2 separate regions of the Mus musculus genome follow, and region 1 is linked to region 2. Evidence: chromatin contacts called from public HiChIP or PLAC-seq data. All regions are on one chromosome and are shown on one strand. Each heading gives the region's core, a stretch centred on a gene start, on an enhancer-like site or on the middle of the called end of the contact. The rest is flanking DNA. Distances are from core to core; before and after follow the strand shown. Region 1 has its middle 38 kb from the start of Gm20110. Region 2 overlaps Poc1b (POC1 centriolar protein B).

The links. HiChIP or PLAC-seq counts read pairs in DNA pulled down with a chosen protein or histone mark.
Region 1: an H3K27ac HiChIP or PLAC-seq map of oligodendrocyte precursor cells shows a contact between it and region 2, with 7 times the contacts expected there. The contact joins two enhancer-like sites. A contact is called at or near these places in 10 of 39 promoter capture datasets (the C10 cell line, the HPC-7 cell line, cranial neural crest and 7 more), 1 of 15 datasets of contacts at CTCF or cohesin (the NIH/3T3 cell line), 1 of 484 Hi-C or Micro-C datasets (bone marrow-derived macrophages), 5 of 115 datasets of contacts at active chromatin or transcription factors (bone marrow-derived macrophages, microglia, oligodendrocyte precursor cells and 2 more) and 3 of 9 other capture datasets (adipose tissue, embryonic stem cells and liver).

The regions. Positions count from the first base shown.
Region 1 is chr10:99,568,928-99,572,866 of GRCm38.p6, reverse strand. No RefSeq gene overlaps it. Among named protein-coding and RNA genes, the nearest start is that of Gm20110, 38 kb to the left of the region's middle. Within about 2 kb of position 2,501, at least 24 of the 459 cell types and tissues checked have an H3K27ac peak or open chromatin away from gene starts, as enhancers often do. A contact at or near this core is called in oligodendrocyte precursor cells, where this site is marked.
Region 2 is chr10:99,134,878-99,138,991 of GRCm38.p6, reverse strand. The region is part of intron 4 of Poc1b (POC1 centriolar protein B); the gene reads right to left. Among named protein-coding and RNA genes, the nearest start is that of Galnt4, 29 kb to the right of the region's middle. Within about 2 kb of position 2,196, at least 16 of the 459 cell types and tissues checked have an H3K27ac peak or open chromatin away from gene starts, as enhancers often do. A contact at or near this core is called in oligodendrocyte precursor cells, where this site is marked.

The DNA.
Region 1 (3,939 bases), core at 1,252-3,751, 430 kb before region 2:
AGATGGGGTAGAAAGCTAAGGCTGGTGAGTATTCTCTATACTCTCCTAGGTTCTGACACTCTGATACTAAACTCTAGAGTCTACGAATCTCGACTCTAAAGTTAGCTTTAGGAAGCATTTTACAGGTGGCTTGGGTTTTAATCAAAAATAGAGGTTACGTATTTTATTATAAACTCAGGAGTGCAGTACACCTCATTTCAAGCAAGCTGTATCTCTTTTGCATTAATCTGCCTTATTTCTGTCATCTGTAATCCTTCTCTGACCCACCCCCTTCTCTTGTGCCTTCTCTGTTAGCCTCATGGATACACTTTAAGAATTTAGAAATATGAGGTGTGGTCTTTATTTATTCCCAAGCTCTGGGCTTTGCAAATGTTTAGGACTAGATAGAAGGGGATTTGTAACTATTTGTTGGGGAGATTAAAGGTAAACAAAAAAAAGCTGGAAGGTAAAATTTGAAGCAGAGAAAAAGAACATGGCGTTCAGAAGAGCACAGGCGCACCTATGCGAATTGCTAGCCGGCAGGTTGAGTTTGATTGTCAGAGTAATGAAGACCAGAAAGGAGTCCCAGCTGAAGAGCAGATGCTGGGGTTGGAGAACCAATCTGCTCTGCTCGCCAAAGAAATACCACACACACATTTTTTTCTCTCTCATTCCATTTGCTTCTATCTAGAGTTACTGGGGGGGGGGGGGGAGAGAGAGAGAGAGAGAGAGAGAGAGAGAGAGAGAGAGAGAGAGAGAGAGAATATGAAAATGTCTGTTATAGTAATAAGAATCCAAGAGTCCAAGGAGAAAGGCATGTTGCAGATAGAAGAGCCAACATCTAAGGGGAAACCAGCAATTCTGTCACTCTCAACCAGCTTTCTCTTGGGAGAAAAATGAAATCCAAGCTGAGCCAGGAATCTAGGGACATCAGTAGCAGGGCAGGAAAAAGGAGCAGGTAAAATGAGCCTATCAGAACAGGTTACCAGAAAGCTCAGGTAGGTCCTTGCACAAGACACCCAGCATATTTGGAATGAGGCTTGACAACCCCCCCCCACCCCCCGTCTCTGAGTTGTGTAACTCACTGGAGGGGTCAGCAGATGACTCCCAGATGTTAGCTGGCCACTAAGAGGAAGGCTTGTGGCCAGGTGTACAGTTATCAATGGTGGGCTGTCTGTTGATGTACCCTGCAAGGCTTTATCTACTCATAAGTGATTGACATTGGACAAACAGTATTCCACATTTGTAATGTAGAGCTATAGCATACAGCTCTATGGTAGCTATTGATCACATTTTCTCACTAAAAAACAATATAATTACTTCATGGGAAACTATATTATTACGACTTTGTATAGTTTGTTGTGGAGGAGTGGCAGGGAACAGTAGCCAAAACTTCATCTGTACCCTCTATAAACAATACCTTCCATAAACAATAGGTCTTTTCCCATCCTACAGTAGAGTCAGGTCATATGGATTGTCATCTATCAGACTCCCACAGTAAGACTTGAAACTATGAGTCGATGAAGCACGATGATGAGATCAACAGAGATGCAGAACATTACAGGAGCAGCCTCTGAGATGTCCAGAGGCATAGCCGAGACAAGTAGCAGAAATTCTGGGGCAGGCTCTTGGCCCAACTGCCCCAGGAGAATGATCTTGGAGGTAGAAGATGCAGCCCACTCTTTTCCCAAGCACCAACCTGCAGCCTCCCCAACCCCCAGCTTTCCATATCCACTTAAGTCAACCCCCAAGTTCTTCCCTGTAAAATGAACCAGTGAGCCCGCTTCCCCTCCAGTGTCCTGAGTAGTTCTTGCCTCCAAGCGGTGATTGCTGGCAAGTTTAAAACCATGAACTGATGCTACAAGTTATTTGTAAGAGAGCACAGTTTATGCTGGGAAAGTGGTGTCTTCCCCATTTTTAGCTAAAGACACTTCACACAATGCCACCTTTCAACATTGTGACTTCTTGTCAAATCCCCCAGTGTGCTAACTGTTGCAAAGCCACTTGGCTATCAGTTTACTACAGAATGGGGTCTTCAAAGAAAAGAGAACTTTTTTTTTAATCTCTGAAGTCCAGTGATTCCTGATAGGACTGTGAAAAGCAAGGAGGTGAGAGTAAGGATGCTAATTTGATGAGGTAGGGAAGCCTGCATTATGGATGGAAGAGGGATACCAAAGAGCTTAAGTAGTGAGCTTGACAAACCAAGCCGGAGAAGTTAATTCATTGCCCTACCCCCACCTCCGGAGCCTTCCATCCTGGTTACTGATCACACTGAAGTAGAAAGATTCTCCTTCAAAATGTCATTTTGAAAATTAGAAAAACATACACACATATGCAACTACGCAGATGTTCCTATGCCTCCTCCTCCTCCTCTTCCTTCTCCAGTCTCACAGGAAACACATGTCTGTGTTGTCCTAAGTCCAGTTACTAATTAGCATGTTTCAGTAGCACATTGTAGAGAGGATGGAGAGGACTTTAAAGGGATTCCTTCCTTTCAAATGGAGACAGCTGGTCTTAATTACCAAGCAGGAAGAGAATGTGCCAATAGATCCTTGAAAAGCCAGAGTGCAGCAAAATGCCCGGGAGTCTTTGGTGTCTGCTGGAAGGGCTTCTGGCTAAAGGTAGGAAGGAGCTGCTACTATCTACAACTTTACCTTATGCCAGCAAGCAGCTGTCTAGATTCCTCACCCTGCAAGGAGGTGGGAAACTCTGCCCAAGAGCTCAAAAACGCAAAGGTCATTTCACACCATGCGTGCAAATTTCATAAACATGAGGTCAGAGCTGGGAAGTTAAATACATCACCCTCCCTCAAAGATGCACAACTAGATAGAAGCTAGGACCCTTTCCTTTTAAAACCAACACCAAGGACAAATGAACCAAAGTTCATCTTTATAATTAATGCAAGGACGGTTGGTCCACGCATCCTAAATAATTCCTGGAAAAGAAAAATATCTTAGGACTCGTAAGTGTCTCAGGGGGAGGAAAAAAAAACAAACAAACAGAAAAAAACACCACTTTCTTGGCCAAGCTTGGTGACCTACATTCTAGCCTAAAAAGAAGAGAAATGAATATTGCAGCCTGTTCTCTGACTTCCACAGGGGCATTGTGACGTGTACCACCCCTAAACAATCTTTCAAGAAACCTTTTTTTTTTTTAATAAAGGTGTTTTTCTTAAATCGTTTTTATGATAGCTACTATCAGCAAGCATGCACATAGGACCTGTGTTGTGCAGCTTTTATGAATATTTATTACATATAGCAATACTGTGAGAACACTGAGGATCTGCCCCCTAACCACTGCATCAATGGATATCATGGCTCTAGTGAATGAGGCTATAAAGATAAGATAAGCTTAAGATAGCTGAAGGGCTTGCTAGAAGGAGGCTTTATAGAGCTGGATTTGAATATGAGAATGTGCCCACTAGCTGAGCTGAATGCCCCCACCTATGCATCATGAGAACAAATGCGTCCAGTTATGTTTGAATTATAAAATAACCATTTCCTGATTTACTGAAAGCATGATTCCTTCTTTTTTGAGGTTTTTTTTTTCCTCCTTCATTATTTCTATTTTCAGCAATACAAAAACATTTTGAAAAGCAAAGGCAGTGTTCCTCTATTCCAAATATTCAACTTTAAAAGACAAAAATAATAACTTATAATAACTGCGTGATAAATGTAATGACTCAAATACTGGTTGAAAACCCACTTAACACCTACATTCGCTGTCTGGAAAGTTCCAAACTTCATCATTTTTTTAACAAAGCCTAAAAAACTCACTTGGCATTTCTTGATGTCAAAGAAAAAGTAATTTCTCAATCTTTGTTTTTGTTTGTTTGTTTCGTTGGTTGGTTGGGTTTTTGTTTTGTTTTGTTTTTAAGTGAAACACCTAATTTTTGGCAAGAGACTAAGCCCAGATCCTGCTCAGCATGGGCACAATAAAGACATGCTGGTTGACTTCATG
Region 2 (4,114 bases), core at 947-3,446:
CTTTCTGGAGGAAGATTAAAAGGTTCTGGAACTTTGGACTAGCAATGTGTTTGAATCGGTAAGCAGATCCTGTTGGCCATCTCAGCAGGAGCTAGCTAGCGAATGGGCTCCAGGGATCTCCTGGCTCCTCCTACTCAGTGACAGGATTACAAGTGTGCATGTGGCTTTTACATGGGTGCTGGGAATCAAACTCAGGTCCTCACACTTGTGTATCAAGCACTTTACTACACTGAGTGATCTTGCAAGGCAGTGTTCTTGTGATATAGATGATCCTTTTACTAAATATCTATGTTGGGGGGTGGGGTGGGGGTTAGGGACAAAGTTAGAAGGAAGGGGGCGAGGTTTAGATTTGAGCAAAGCACATTACACGCATACAGGAAACCTCAATAAAAATGAATACAGAGAAAAATTACACGTACTGCCACTGGTTGCTACTAGCAGTTAAGTAAAATAAGTGTGGTCGCTTTCCTTGTGATACTTCATAAGGAGGCCAATCACTCAGAGATTGACAGAGCTCCTGCTAGCACACAGCTCTGGGCTGTTCCGACAGCAGGCATGCAGTTAGGGGTGAGATAAGAATTCTCTCCCAAAGCTTTCACAAACAATGCAACTATAGATACTGGCATAAAGAATATATATATATATATATATATATATATATATATATATATATATATATTTAGCAACAAGAACAACAAAATTGTGTCACCAGAAGCAGGGAAGAAATGGGGTTTAACGAGACGTGTCAGGAAGGAAAAGCAGGCTCTCTTCAGGAGCCAAAACTCACCCTAAGCAGGAGGCTCCGTCCTGGGAATAACTTCCTGGTACTAAAGCTAGGAAGGGGCTGTGCACCTCAGGTTAGCAGGAAGGGGAGGCGGAGGCTAGGATGCAGGAGCGTTGGGGAAGGAGGCTCTCTCCCCTGCCCCCTCACTCTGATTCCTCTAAGAGGTTGGATGTGAGTATGTTGATCTGTACATTAATTAGATACATAAAAAAAAAGTTAGCACCCAAAAGACAGGTTCCTCTTTGTCTTGACTTCATGAGGAGAAGTTAAGACGTTTCTTGTCAAGGTTCAAACAATATCTAGCAGGACTGTTAATTTTTAAAATGTTAGGAGTATCTAAGGTTTATATTGAAAACTAACAGACTGCTGATTCTCAATTTAGTTCTACCCAACCACCTTTTAAGACTCCAGGAATTAGTCAGTGGTGACTAATGGATTCTCTGAGCAACACTTGACAAGTCCACCCCAAATTACTGTTGATTCCCTTAAGGATCACTGGCACACCGAAATAATGAAGACATTTAAAAAGTTTTTTTCAAGAAAAACTGCCTTACCGGTCTTTGCGAGTATCCCCAATTAAATAACAAGAGCCCTGTAATTTGGAATATATGGAGTTTTTGACCTATATAAAGTTGTATGTCCGAGTTCATACTCAAGTGTTGTTTTCCTCTGGATTATTTTGTTATTTCAGTGGGGGGTGGAGATGCAATGCATGCTGGGCAAGTATGTGAACACTGAGTTAGAGCCATGGCTCTCCTTTGACTGTTTATTAGTCCATGTTTTTGTTTGTTTGTTTGTTTTTGTTTTTTTATTTTATTAAATAAAACCACACTTTCAGCATTTGGTGCTCTACGAACAATGTGGAGTACTGCTTCTTGATTGATGAGCAACATGTCCCTAGTAGGTATGGCAGAAAGAAGACACCCAAAATAATGAAATGCCTACTGTAGGCCTGATTCCAAGGCCAATTTCATGTTTTCCCCTCTGACACTCTAACACACCACCCCTCAGCCCCCACCCCAGCTATGTAACCCCATGAAATTCACTACACATGGGATCCAGTTTTCTCTTGGTGTAATGAGTTTAGATTACAATGAGATCTAAAGCTCTCATGTATTCATTACTAACTACTAATGTCAGATTTCTCTTTCATAGGTTTTAGGCTTACATTCTGAGGGTGAAGGCCAGGGGAACAAAGAAAACATTTATGTTTCCTTAAGTGGTAAGAAGATAAGCCATCTGTTGACGATGCTAGTAGAATTCATCCCTGCAACTATTGAGAAACAGAAGCCAAGTGAAGCTGGTATAAAGAGATTACATGTGGCATCAAACAGTAAGTAATTGTCACGCTGCTCTACCACTAACATTCCTGATCCCGGGATCCTTATTATAAATATAGCGGTTGTCAGGGCATCCGCTCTGAGCACCCAGAAAGCACTTCCAACACTGAACTCTGCACCATGTCCCTCCCCGAGTCATCTGTCCCATGGTTGATTTCCAGTCTTTCCCCGTCTTTCCTTGTCCTTGAACCTTCTCCAGCTGCACCTGGCACTTTACTCTCTCCCAGTCCACCAGGAACAGAAATGAACTTGAAATTTAAATCAAAGCAGGTCACTTTCCCCCTCAAAATGTCCGGTGGCTTTACACTGGCTGTGGGCCAAGTCTGACGTACTGCTTGCTGACTGGAAGTCCCCAGGACTGTCTGCCTCTTCATCTGCATTAGTGAGATCTTCCTGGCACTGCAGCAGCTTCTCTTAGGGCCTTGCTCTTCTTCACAAGCTGTCCTGATGCTGTACTCATAACTTTTATTTTTACCTCATTTTATAAAACAACTGGGGGCTGGGGAACGGTGATCTTCACTCAGGCCTTCTCTCCTCTTCTTTCCTTATAGTCTAATGCCCCAGTTTCACCCCCAGCTCTGTAGCAAGTCACCTGCTGTGGCCTTCCTCTCTGTCCTCTCTCCAGCAGATCACTTGGATCTTGTCCTACAGCTTCCCTCACCAGCCCCTTCCTTAATCTCAGCCTCTACCTTACGTAGCTCTCCATGGAACCCAAGAGCCGGTCACCACTCCTCCCTCGCCAAAAGCAGGCACACCCACAAGGCAGGCAGGCAGGCATCCTGCCTCTCCTCTAAACTCAGCTCACTCGCATCCACAGCTCTGTAGCAGACCACCAGCTGGAGCCTCCCCTCTCTCTCTGCCCCATTCCCAGGGGGCTAAGCAGATTCTGGTGATACGCTCTGCTTTCTTCCCTCTAGTGGAACTCTCCTAGACCCTCCCTTCTAGCCCACCCTAGTCTGTAGGTGTCAGCGCCCAATACCAGGAAGCCATTCTATTCAGAAGCAAGCCCAGTGGCCATACTTGAAAGGATCTCTGACGCATTTCATACCAGGCAATCTACAGCTATCACAGTCTCCTAAAAATTAGAAAGGACAACAGAAACTAAAGAGCTTAACATCCACCCAATAGGACAAGTCAATAAGTCAGCATGTAGAATTACAACCATCTCAAATCCAGATGCCTAGAAGCCAGCCTAAAAACAATCAATAATAGCCAGGACAATATGTCTCCACTGAAGCCCAGCAGCTCTGCTACAGTAGGCCCTGAAAAAAAACCATTAGAGGTCCTTAAGCAAGAAATAGAGAAATCTATGAAAAGTCAAATGAAGAAACTAGTTTGCCTTGCAGGTAGAAACAGAATCAATAAAGAAAACTCAAACGGAGCAAAGACTGTAAATGAAAAATTTAAGAACGTGAGCAGAAACCTCAGAGGCAAGCCTCTCTCACAATGAGAAATGGAAGAGAGAATGTCAGTCATTGAACATAAGAAGAAGAAATGGATATCCCGGCCAAAGAAAACATTAAATCTAAAAAAAATAACAACTACGAAAAATAACTAGGAAATTGGGGACATTATGAAAAGACAAAATCTACAAAAAATGGGAATAGAGGAAAGAGAAGAAAATATTTTCAACAAAATCATAGAAGAGAGTTTTTTTTTTCTTAACCTAAAGAAGGAGCTGTAGCAAGAGATACTTCAAAAGCTGTGATTATATATCTCTGAATAAGCATCCTTTATAAACGTGGAACGAAAAGCGAGGGGAGTCACAACCAGGAGAATGGCAATATGGGACATGATAAATGACATTTTTCAAGCTCAAGAAATGACAGCAGATGGAAACTGGGATCTATTCAAATAAGTAAATTATGCTGGAACTGGAAATACAGACACAAAATGTAGAAGCACTTTTTCTTACTTACTTTCAGAGAAAACCAGCTGCTGAACAACCCAGGTTTTTACCATGTGAACAAGTAAAATTGTCAAAAGGTGG